2 separate regions of the Sus scrofa genome follow, and region 2 is linked to region 1. The links are chromatin contacts, called in public HiChIP or PLAC-seq maps. All regions are on one chromosome and are shown on one strand. Each heading gives the region's core, a stretch centred on a gene start, on an enhancer-like site or on the middle of the called end of the contact. The rest is flanking DNA. Distances are from core to core; before and after follow the strand shown. Region 1 overlaps KCNJ16 (inward rectifier potassium channel 16). Region 2 has its middle 20 kb from the start of KCNJ16.

Evidence for each region. HiChIP or PLAC-seq counts read pairs in DNA pulled down with a chosen protein or histone mark.
Region 2: a contact with region 1 is called in an H3K27ac HiChIP or PLAC-seq map of skeletal muscle, with 5 times the contacts expected there. The contact joins two enhancer-like sites. A contact is called at or near these places in 2 of 47 Hi-C or Micro-C datasets (both in embryonic fibroblasts) and 1 of 2 datasets of contacts at active chromatin or transcription factors (skeletal muscle).

The regions. Positions count from the first base shown.
Region 1 is chr12:10,388,400-10,393,469 of Sscrofa11.1, forward strand. It overlaps KCNJ16 (inward rectifier potassium channel 16), which reads right to left. Exons shown (of 3, transcript XM_021066712.1): 3 at 4,773-5,070. Among named protein-coding and RNA genes, the nearest start is that of KCNJ2, 34 kb to the left of the region's middle. Within about 2 kb of position 1,947, at least 20 of the 83 cell types and tissues checked have an H3K27ac peak or open chromatin away from gene starts, as enhancers often do. A contact at or near this core is called in skeletal muscle, where this site is marked.
Region 2 is chr12:10,555,594-10,560,765 of Sscrofa11.1, forward strand. No RefSeq gene overlaps it. Among named protein-coding and RNA genes, the nearest start is that of KCNJ16, 20 kb to the left of the region's middle. Within about 2 kb of position 2,653, at least 4 of the 83 cell types and tissues checked have an H3K27ac peak or open chromatin away from gene starts, as enhancers often do. A contact at or near this core is called in skeletal muscle, where this site is marked.

The sequences.
Region 1 (5,070 bases), core at 697-3,196:
TTATTTTTTTAGATTCCACATATAAGTGATACCATAGCTGTCTCTCTCTGTCTGACTTACTTCACTTAGTATGATAATCTCTAAGGTTCATCCATGTTGCTACACATGCCATCATTTCATTCTTTTTTATGGCTGAGTAGTATTCCATTGTCTATATGTACCATATCTTCTTTATCCATTCTTCTGTTGATGGACATTTCAGTGGCTTCCATGTCTTGGTATTGTAAATACTGCTGCTATGAACACTGGGGTGCATATATTCTTTGAATTATGGCTTTCTCCAAAGAGACGCCCAGGAGTGGAATTGCTGGATCACATGGTAATTCTACGTTTAGTTTTCTGAGGAACCCCCATACTGTTTTTCATACTTATACCAATTTGTATTCTCACCAACCATGTAGGAAGGTTCCCTTTGGGTGAGACTTTTTTAAATGCCCTCATTTTGTTTACATTTCAGAGAAGATGAAGCTCATTCATCATTTTTCTTACCAGCTGTTTCCCACATTGTTTTCCTTGCCCACACTCTAGCCTTTCTAAAAAAATTAATGACCAATTAACAGTTCTGTTCAGAAGCACTTCTAGAAAATAATGGGCTTCTGTTTAGCAAAGGGTCTTTTTTTTTTCTTCTTTTTTAGGGCCACACCCAGGCATATGGGGGTTCCTAGGCTAGAGGTCGACTCAGACCTGTAGCTGCCAACCTGTACCACAGCCACAGCCGTGCCAGATCCAAGCCATGTCTGTGACCTATACCACAATTCCTGGCAACACCAGATCTTTAACCCACTGAGCAAGGCCAGAGATCGCACCTACGTCCTCATGGATACGAGTCAGATTCGTTTCTACGGAGCCACGGCAGAAACTCCCCAGCAAAGGGTCCTGCAGTGATCACTTTTCCCATTTAATGATTACAAATGGAAACTGTGTCAACCTCCAGCAGCATCAGGACTGATTGTGGCCTCTGCTGATTCTGGAGAGCCCTGGTCCTTCGTAGCTGTGATTTCTTCCTCTGCTGCCCCTCCATGGCTTTGTCTCTGTCGGCAGATGAACTTTCCCTTGGGTATAAAATGGATTCTGACTGGATGAGCTGATGTCCCTTTGGTGTTCTGAAGAATCTTTGATTCTGGAATTGGTAGCGACTGGCAGAGGCTACCACTTACCTTAACTCTACCCCTGTGGCCTCCCTTGAAAAGCGGGTATCAAACAGCATCGAGAGGCAGCACAGCACGCAAGAAGTAATTGCTCGCCAACGCGTACTTCTAATGCAAACAGAGAGCCTTTAGCCACAGTGCATGGGACTGGAGCATTTTATGTGAAAATGTGAAGTTTTCTGATCACTTTCTGTAAAGAAGTTTTCACAGGGTCTGAACCTCTTGGGGCTCTTTCTATCTCAAGTTCAAGTTACTTAGATAGTGATGAAGAATGTTTTATAGGCCCCAGTGGTAAATGATAGACTAGAGAAAAAGCATTCTTGGGCTATGGAATGCAGCAAAACTTAATCTCTCTGTTTGGCTTTTCATCCACCGGGCTTGCTGAAAACTTTAAATGATTAACCTTTCTCTCTTCAGCCTGCAAGGTCTCCAAAGTTTCCATCGAGAGCCTGACATCAGAGATCACCCAGCTCAGGGGGTCTTAATTATTTAGAAGACCCTCAATCTCAGTCTAGTGGCTTTTTCTTGGGATGATAGACAGACTCTAGACCCAGGATCCTTTTCCTTTGCAGTATTTATAAAGCAGAATAAATCAATGAGACCAAACAGCAAAAGGCAATCGTTTATTTTTAAATATCCCCTGCTAAGTGGTTGAATGGTTAGATTCCTTATAGTTGGTCGGCAACTCAGAGTCTACTAAACTTTGAAACATTCAGCCATGTTGACCTAAGCTTCCAAACTCTGTATAAAAGATCCCAAACCACAGGCCTGGACATGCCCCAAGGAAAGGAGCAGAGGGTGACATGATGTAGCAAGATGCTGCTTGCCCTCGTCCAAATCTCATGACCCAACCACACAGCCCTAACAGGATCATGTTAAGTTGCTTTAGTAAACTAAGAGCCGTGAAAGAGGAACTTGGGAATTGACTGGGACATAAGGTTTTTCTTACTGAAGAAAAGCTCCAAAGCCATGCAGACGAATGACGGTGTCCAGGCAACACTGGGCTTCTGCCTCTTCAGGAAAATGTCCCTGTAGGAGGGCTTGCTTGCCCTCTGGCCACAGAATTATCAGAGCAGCGTCTCAGTTACCCACTTTCATTTTCAAAGGTCTCCCATCCAAAAGAGCCTTTGCTGAGAATTTGCCAAGAGCCTCCCTCCTGCTTTATCGGTGTTCCTCCTCTTTGCATTCTGCGTGCGGTACTCAAAAATTTTTTCTCCAGAGTAAGGGTCATACTGCTCCTTTAAAAATGAAAGTGAGAGGGAGAGGGAGGCGAGACAGGGAAAGCAGCCACACTAAATTTAGAATTGGGGTAGGGCTTGGTGATTTACAGAGTACCAAGGGTGTGGAAGGGAGGTTTCTAGAAGTCCACAGGCTAAGCTTGGCTTCCAAAAGAACTCAGGGGCTTATACACATGCCTCCCAGAACATTCAGAAGAGAAGAATCGATGCCTGTGACAGATGGAACTCATGGAATATTTTAAACTGGGTCGAATTTGGTGCCCCATCACTAACAAGAGTGGTCCAGAGAACCTGCTTGGCACGTATCCTTCCAAGGAGTTAGGTGTGAATATTTAATATGAAACCTGGGTTCAGAGCCCACGTGGGTGAACTCGGGCAGTTTGGTCTCCCCCGGAGGTCCTGAGACACAGCATCAGTGGAGTTTTGCTTTTCTGCCCAAGCTGTGCAGTGCTTGCTGGCCTGAGTCTCTGCGGCTTTCAGGTCACTAGTGCTAGTGACAGTCCCATTAAAACAGGGCATGTAATTCTGCAGGAGGGAAGGAAGAAGATAAAGAGAAACCTGGCAGTAGGCCTGGTCAATCCTCTTATCAGGGTCACTCAGCCCTCAGCGTCTCGGAGGGATTTCCAGGCCAAAAGTCATTCTTTTGTATTTGTTTTATAATCATAGTGGCACTTCCTCAACTCCCCCATAAAACATGTGCTTTCCACAGAGACCAACTCCATCAAATGTCATTTCCAAGTTCAAGTTGGACATAACCAGCTCATCTTTTTTTCCTTCCCGGGCTCTGTTTCCTAGGTAATCCCCTCCAGATACATGGTTCACTCTGTCAGTTTGAAATCATATTGATTGTCACCCCTGCACAAGTCTGGAGATGTGCAGTATTTCCTACTTGTCCAATTTCCCTTGTAAGGAGTGTTCTCGATTCTTAATTTCAAGAGATGGCTGCAGGAACTTCTGCTACCACATTCGAGGTCTGGGTGAGGAGGAGGAATGAACACAGGGGGTAATAACACACATTTATTGGTGTCGCTTATGGTAGAAAAAAAGTTCCTACACCCGATGCACATGACCCGAAGAGTTAAATAGAACATTTTCAAGTGAACACATGCCCCAGCCCAGCGAAGTCCACCCCAGATAAAAAGCTTTTTAAAGGTCACATCCAGAGTGTTCTGCAAGCATCTCATGAGCCAGAACCATGTCACAGAGGCACACCCTCCACCTCACCCCCAGTTGCAAGAGACTGGGAAGCACAATCATAGATTTTCTTTTTTCCTTTTTGGTTTTGCTTTTTTCTTTATTATCCCAGTTGGGAATCTGCCAGTCAGGAGCAAGTCCAGAATGAGCTATTTGAGGGCATGGAAATTAAAAGTATCCACCCCACCCACCATGTTGTTGGCGGCGGCAGGGGCCGGGGATTTAAGCGTCTCTGGGCAGAGCCCCTAAGAGTGTGTGACGAGCTGGTGGCGCGTGAGAATAGTGTTTCCTTCTCTCTCCCCATGTTTCCTCCTCACGGGCTGGAGCTTTCCCACCCAGTGGAGCACTGCCTTGATGCCACAGTCTATTTTCTGTCTAATTAAGTCTACTGAATAATGTCATCTCTAGGGGAAGATGAGTGCCAGAAGAAAAAATATTCTCCTCATTGACAGAGCATTTCCAACTAGAAAGGCCACTTTGCACAGTGGCGTTTTGCAATTCTTGCAGGAGCACTTAACTGTCAATTCCGAGAGCTGTTCTGCAAGCTGTTCGAAACTCATAAAAATGGTTTCCGATTCTGCCTATGTCCGAATTCAATGAAATGGCAGTCTCATATTTGGCACCCATACCCAATTCTGACCACATCCGCAGATTTCACACTAGCACAGGCACACACTTTTGCACGATTTTAAGATCTTTATTAAGTCCTCCATCAGGGTGTCTAAATGTGTTATCAGTCTAAACAGAAAATTAAACATCCTACAGGACTGCTGATTGCACATTCTATGCGGGGGAAGAGCACTGGACAGGGGAGGCACATAACCTGACAATGTATTGACTGGACTTTGATGCCTCTGTTCTGATACTAACAAAGCACCGCTGTGAATAGGCAGAGTCCAGGAAGCAGAGTGAATGAAACTAGATGTGTGTGAAACAAGCTGAAGAGGGGGAAAGGGGCAAGTTTGTTGGTTGTAGTGCTGGTGGGCGATGGTACTCTGGCTGAGAAACTGCTGCTGCAAAACCCAAATCTACAGGGTGTGTGCAATTTAAAACTCGGATTCTGCCTTCCTGAGGCAAGGCAGAAAGACACAGGGATTGTTTAGTTCTCTGATGTTAAGCCTCAAGACAATTTTGCAACTTGTGACCTGAAGAGATCGCTTATCCATAAAACAACAGGAATAAAAGATTTCCACATGTGAATTTATAAAACATGTTTATTGCTCATAGGCAAAAGGGAGAAGGAGGAGGAGGAAGGGAGGGAAGAAGGGAAAGGGAGTATAAAGAAGAAAACAAAAGAAAAACATTCTGGGAGTTCCCATCGTGGTGCCATGGAAACGAATGCCACTAGGAACCATGAGGTTGAGGGTTCGATCCCTGGCCTCGCTCAATGGGTTAAGGATCCAGTGTTGCCGTGAGCTGTGGTGTTGGTTGCAGACCCAGCTCACATCTGTTGTTGCTGTGGCTGTGGTGTAGGCCGGCAGCTACAGCTC
Region 2 (5,172 bases), core at 1,403-3,902, 170 kb after region 1:
TCTCCTCTAGAGTCTCTAGAAGAGAATGCAGCTTGGCCAACATCTTGATGTTAGCCCAGTGAAACCCATTTCAGACTTCTGTCCTACAGATTACAGGATAATAAATTTATATTATTGAATCCACTATGTCACGGCAGTTTGCTACAGCAGCAAAAGAAAACTTATACACATTCATTAACATTGCATTATCAAGTTTAAATTAAATGGCATTTAAGAAACTCCTCATGTGTCTCCTCCTCTTACTCTATCAAAACCTACTCTTCGGAGACGCCATCGTGCTTCAGTGGATTACAAACTCATCTCGTATCCATGAGGATGCGGGTTTGATCCCTGGCCTTGCTAGTGGGTTAAGGATCTGGCATTGCCATGAGCTCTGGTGTAGGTAGCAGATATGGCTCGGATCCAGCATTGCTGTGGCTGTGGTGTAGGCTGGCAGCTGCAGATCTAATTTGACCCCTAGTCTTAGACTGTTCATTCATACTACGTACAAGAGCCTAAAGAGTGTAAAATGGATGCCTCCCAGAAAGACTTTAACTTTAGAGGTAAACAAACTATTACAGTCAGTGTATAAATCTCTACCAGATGGAACTTCAGTCTAACCTAAAGAGTAGGAGGAATATTCTGGTCAACAGAAAGATAAGATATAGTTATCTTAGGTTACCTTCCAATGTTTCAGAACATTATTTTTTCTGTTTTCAGATGACCATTTGTTAAAAACCAAGGAAGCTCCCCAAATGGGGCTTGACCTCTGCCAGAGATTAGTTATCTAACTCAAAAAATTTACTTCACTCCTCTAACCTATTTCTGTTTTATTTTTTCTCCAAAATGAAAGAAATTAGATTTAAACTAATCTTTCCTACCCTTCTTTGTTCTAAGCTGCTAAATCTAATAGGTCTATATTTCTCTAACACTCTTCATGCAAATTAGTTCATTAGCAAATATAATTTGTGCATGTTTGACTTTTTCCTATTGTAGGTGTTCCTATGAGTAATCTGTAAATAAGAAGAAATGTGAAAAAAAAGTGAGTTACGTCAGAATAACCACTTGGGAATTGAAATGCCTTCTTCATTAATTGTTCAGTGGTTAGGAGATGTGGGAAAACTTCCTTTTTTGATTCAGGGAGAGACTGACCAGAGGACCTTAACTATGTGAAGTTTCATCAGCAGACATCAGGTTTAGTTGGATCACACACATGGTGGACATAGTCAACAAGGATGGAGAGAGGGTAAGGCTTCTGAAAAGGAAGGGAAATATAAAATCTCCACCAGAGTCTGGAGATGAGAACAGGCTCTCTGCTCTTAGGCCACTGTTATAAAATTCTGAATAGGAATTCTGTACCACAGCTGTTAACAGAGAACTGAAATACAACTGTGACAAGCAATGGAGAAGCAGCTGTTCATTCTCTGTGTCAGTTACACAGGAGGAATGGGCTTGGCAGCAGAGCAAAAGTGGCTTAATTGAAAGAAAAATTGCCAAAGGAGGGACTCAATTAGACAGGGGCATAGGAAACTCTAAGAGGTCATGGAATCTACTTTTCTGAGAGTTGAAAACTGGTTAAAATTTTCTCTGCCTGGTGTGTTATCTGAAGGCAGGAAGGTGTCCCAGTTAATCTCTTACAGACTCTTGTGGGGAATATTCTCATGTCTGTCCCATTTTTTGTATGTTTCTCCTCCAGATATATCTACATAGGTATTGCGTACTTAACTGATACGTTGTTGTTGTTGTTTTTAACTTTCCTTGCAGGTAACTCTTCCTCCTTCTGCTGTGGACTAATGTGAAGAGAAAACTAGAGGGAAGTCAGAGCGCATCCTAAAGGTTCTGCCCAAGGTGAGATCTCTCCACGGGAGACAAAAACTCAAAACGTGCAACTTTTCCAATCAAGTTTACAAAGCCTTCTCTTTCATCCTCGTAATTCCTGGCTAAAACCTACTGACGGAGAATACTATTAGAGAGTACTATTATGCACACTCTACAATAGATCTGAACTCCAGGCGACGACATGTCAGGGGATTTTCACCAAGAGCCATGAGCGCCTGGTCTGTCTCCCTAGAAGAGCTGGTCCCTCAGGATCGTCAGGTGGTTCTAAGAAGTTTGTTGCCTGTGCTCAGCTAGCAGCCGCTCCAGCTCTGGATGACCTGCCTGCCTGCTTGCTTTCTATCAAAGGCAAGCATTTTGATTCTGTCCAAATTCAGAAAGCAAACCCAGGAGTCCCAGGTTAAAGACAACAGTCCTGTTAACCGACGGGACAGACATGTTAATACACTGGAAACATGCTATTTAAATTCAGACGAGTCAAACAGGATGGCCTTTTGTCACTGACCAAATTGTTAAATTGGTGTCTTGGCAGGAGCCTTTTAGACTTTGCTGAAGAGTCCCTGGATCCAAACCTCTGTGGTATTAAAACAAACAGAGTAAATATTTTCCTTGCAGTTTACATCCCAGATCTAAATATTTCCAAGCATGTCAAACTCACTTTTCTCCACCACTCCCTGCAGGGGCCATGTAGACTTCGGCTGCCAGAGAACCCAGTTGAACTTGCCTTGGGAGGGGCTCCATCCCTGAAGACAGGCAAAGCTCAGAGTGGCCGGCCAGAAGCCCAGTGTCTTGCAGCTGTGCTGTAGGGCTTGGCAGCGGCAGCCTGTGCAGTAGCAGGTGTGCAATCTGCTGATTTCTCCAGACAGGGCGGGAGGGACGCTCTGTCCCTGCTGTCTGCTCCCTTTGCCTAACCCTCTGCCATTTCCCTGTTGCCTATTCACAGATAAGCACAAGCACCTGCCCGGGTGGGGGGTGGGGGAAGCCTGCCTTTCCTTTCGCTGGCTTTCACCATCCAAGCCATTCTGCTAGTGTCCTCACTTGCGGGCTGTCACTTAAGCTAGTTCCATCTGTAAAAGAACACGAGTCCTCAGAAGAACCTAACAAAGAGGCCTGGCAGACTCTTTCTTTCTCCCCATCTCCCCTGTTTCATACTTCTGTGCTTTCAGTCCCAGATGTAGTGGAAGTTCCCTTAGAAAAAGAAAACAGAGAATCACAATGGAGTATAAGTGCCATTTCAGCCAGTATTCCTTTAGACCGTGTAGCATCCTGGGGACTTATTCTGAAAGTGTCAGTGCTCTGCTTTTTAAGGAAGTGTTTCTTTTGCAGGTGCTGACAGCACATTCTCAAACTGCCGTAACAACGTAATTTCACTGAACTCAACCGGGAAATAAGGAACCTAACTGTAGGCACCCATACCCTTGTCTTTGGTCTCAGAGAGGAACTCCCAAGTAGAGGATACAGATAACTCCTGCCTTTAAAGAGAGCACTCCTGTTTACCTGGAGTTACCTAGTGTGAGTGAGCACCAGGCTGCACCACCCGGACCCCTCTTCCCTGAAGAATTGCTGCTCTTTGGCTGCTAAGAGTGCTGTGAACTGATGGCCAAGCTGTCAGCCACTTTAAGAATGGCCTCAGTTGCAAAGAGCCACCTTGCCTATGGTCCATCCCCTTCCCAGGGGGCCCACATCCAGTAACTGATTGATAAAGAAATAGGTCCTCTTGACATCAACCCAACCTGAGACAACTCTAAAGGGTCATTCTAGCTCCAGACCGCCCATGGGGTCTCCAAGGCTGCTGTTGGGGTCAGCGTCTTACTCTCCATAGTCTGCCTCCTTCTTCTCCCTCTTTATTTATTTACTTATTTTTTGACTTTTTGTCTTTTTAGGGCCGCACCCACGGCATATGGAGGTTCCCAGGCTAGGGGTCTCTTCAGAGCTGTTTCTGCTGGCCTACGCCAGAGCCACAGCAACGCCAGATCCTTAACCTCCTGAGCGAGGCCAGGGATCAAACCTGCAACCTCATGGTTCCTAGTCGGATTCAATTCCACTGCACCATGACAGGAACTCCATTCTACCTTTGTTGTTGTTGTCTTCTCCCTCTTCAGGTGTTGATCCCAAGAGTACCTGTAATAAACATCTTAACCTCTAATTTCCACCTCAGTATCTGCTTGCCAGAGAACCCAAAATTGGCCACATAGGCTCAAACTCAGCCCATCTGGGGGGAACTCATTTCTGTGTTTGATGAAAGCAGTTGATCAATCAATTTTGAAATTCTGATAATTGATATGTTAAGCAACATCCATAGGAAATTCAGCAAAGAATAACACTGGAGTTCCCTTGTGGCACAGTGGGTTAAGGATCCAGCTTTGTCAATGCAATGGTTCAGGATGCAGTTGTGGCAAGAGTTCAGTCCCTGGCCTGGGAACTTCCACATGCCAAAAAAGAAACGAAAAGAAAGGAAGGAAGAAAATAATAATATCTACACTTATCTATCATGGCAAGAGTCTAGAGTCTGGTAGGGAAGATAGCATGAACATATGAAAAGGTAACCCATGTATTATCTAATAATTGATAACTGTCAAGGATTACATGACATTGGGATTTATCAGAAGGGAATATTGATTTTAGGACAAAATAGTTGCTGGCTGATGTGGGGTCATCAAGGATATAGCAATGCACCATTACCTGCAGGCACTTCTTCTTTTGTGAAAGTTAATTTGTCAGTATAAAAAGAAGCCCTCACGTGCAAATGAGCTTGATGCCAAAGAACCTTTCTGCTTCTTCATGCCTTGTAATGAAGCTACCAGACAACTCACAACAGCCACAGGTAAAAAACATATTTCCGTAAAGACTTTTGCTGTGAGATTCGCCCTACTTGGCCCCCTTCTTCCCGGTTGCTGAGGTTCCCAGAGCTTCTCAGCTTTTCCCATCTAAGCTCTACGGCATTGGCATCCGTAAAAGGCGCCCTGCCCTTCTTGTTGGGCTGGTTTGCAGGCTCGGAGCTGCCAATTCAAATCGCCAAAGAGAGTTCTTGATCTTGTCCTGATTCATCTTATTTTTGCATGCTTTCCTCAGTTGACCCTGCTTTTCCTGGCATCCTCGTGGTCTCCATTTCTACTCCTAAATTCTCACCTCCATTTTGCTCCCTCTGGATTTTATCACCCTCTGTGAACTCCCAGATTCTATCTAGAACTAAAAGGATTTGCTCTCTCTTTGTATAAAATCACAGTCCAACATGAAGGCTAAGGGCACAATTATTTATTAACTGTGTGACTTTGGAAAAATTCTTTAATACCACTCATCTTTCAGTAGTCTCATTTATAAAAAGCAGACACTGATTCCTACTTTCCATAGATGATA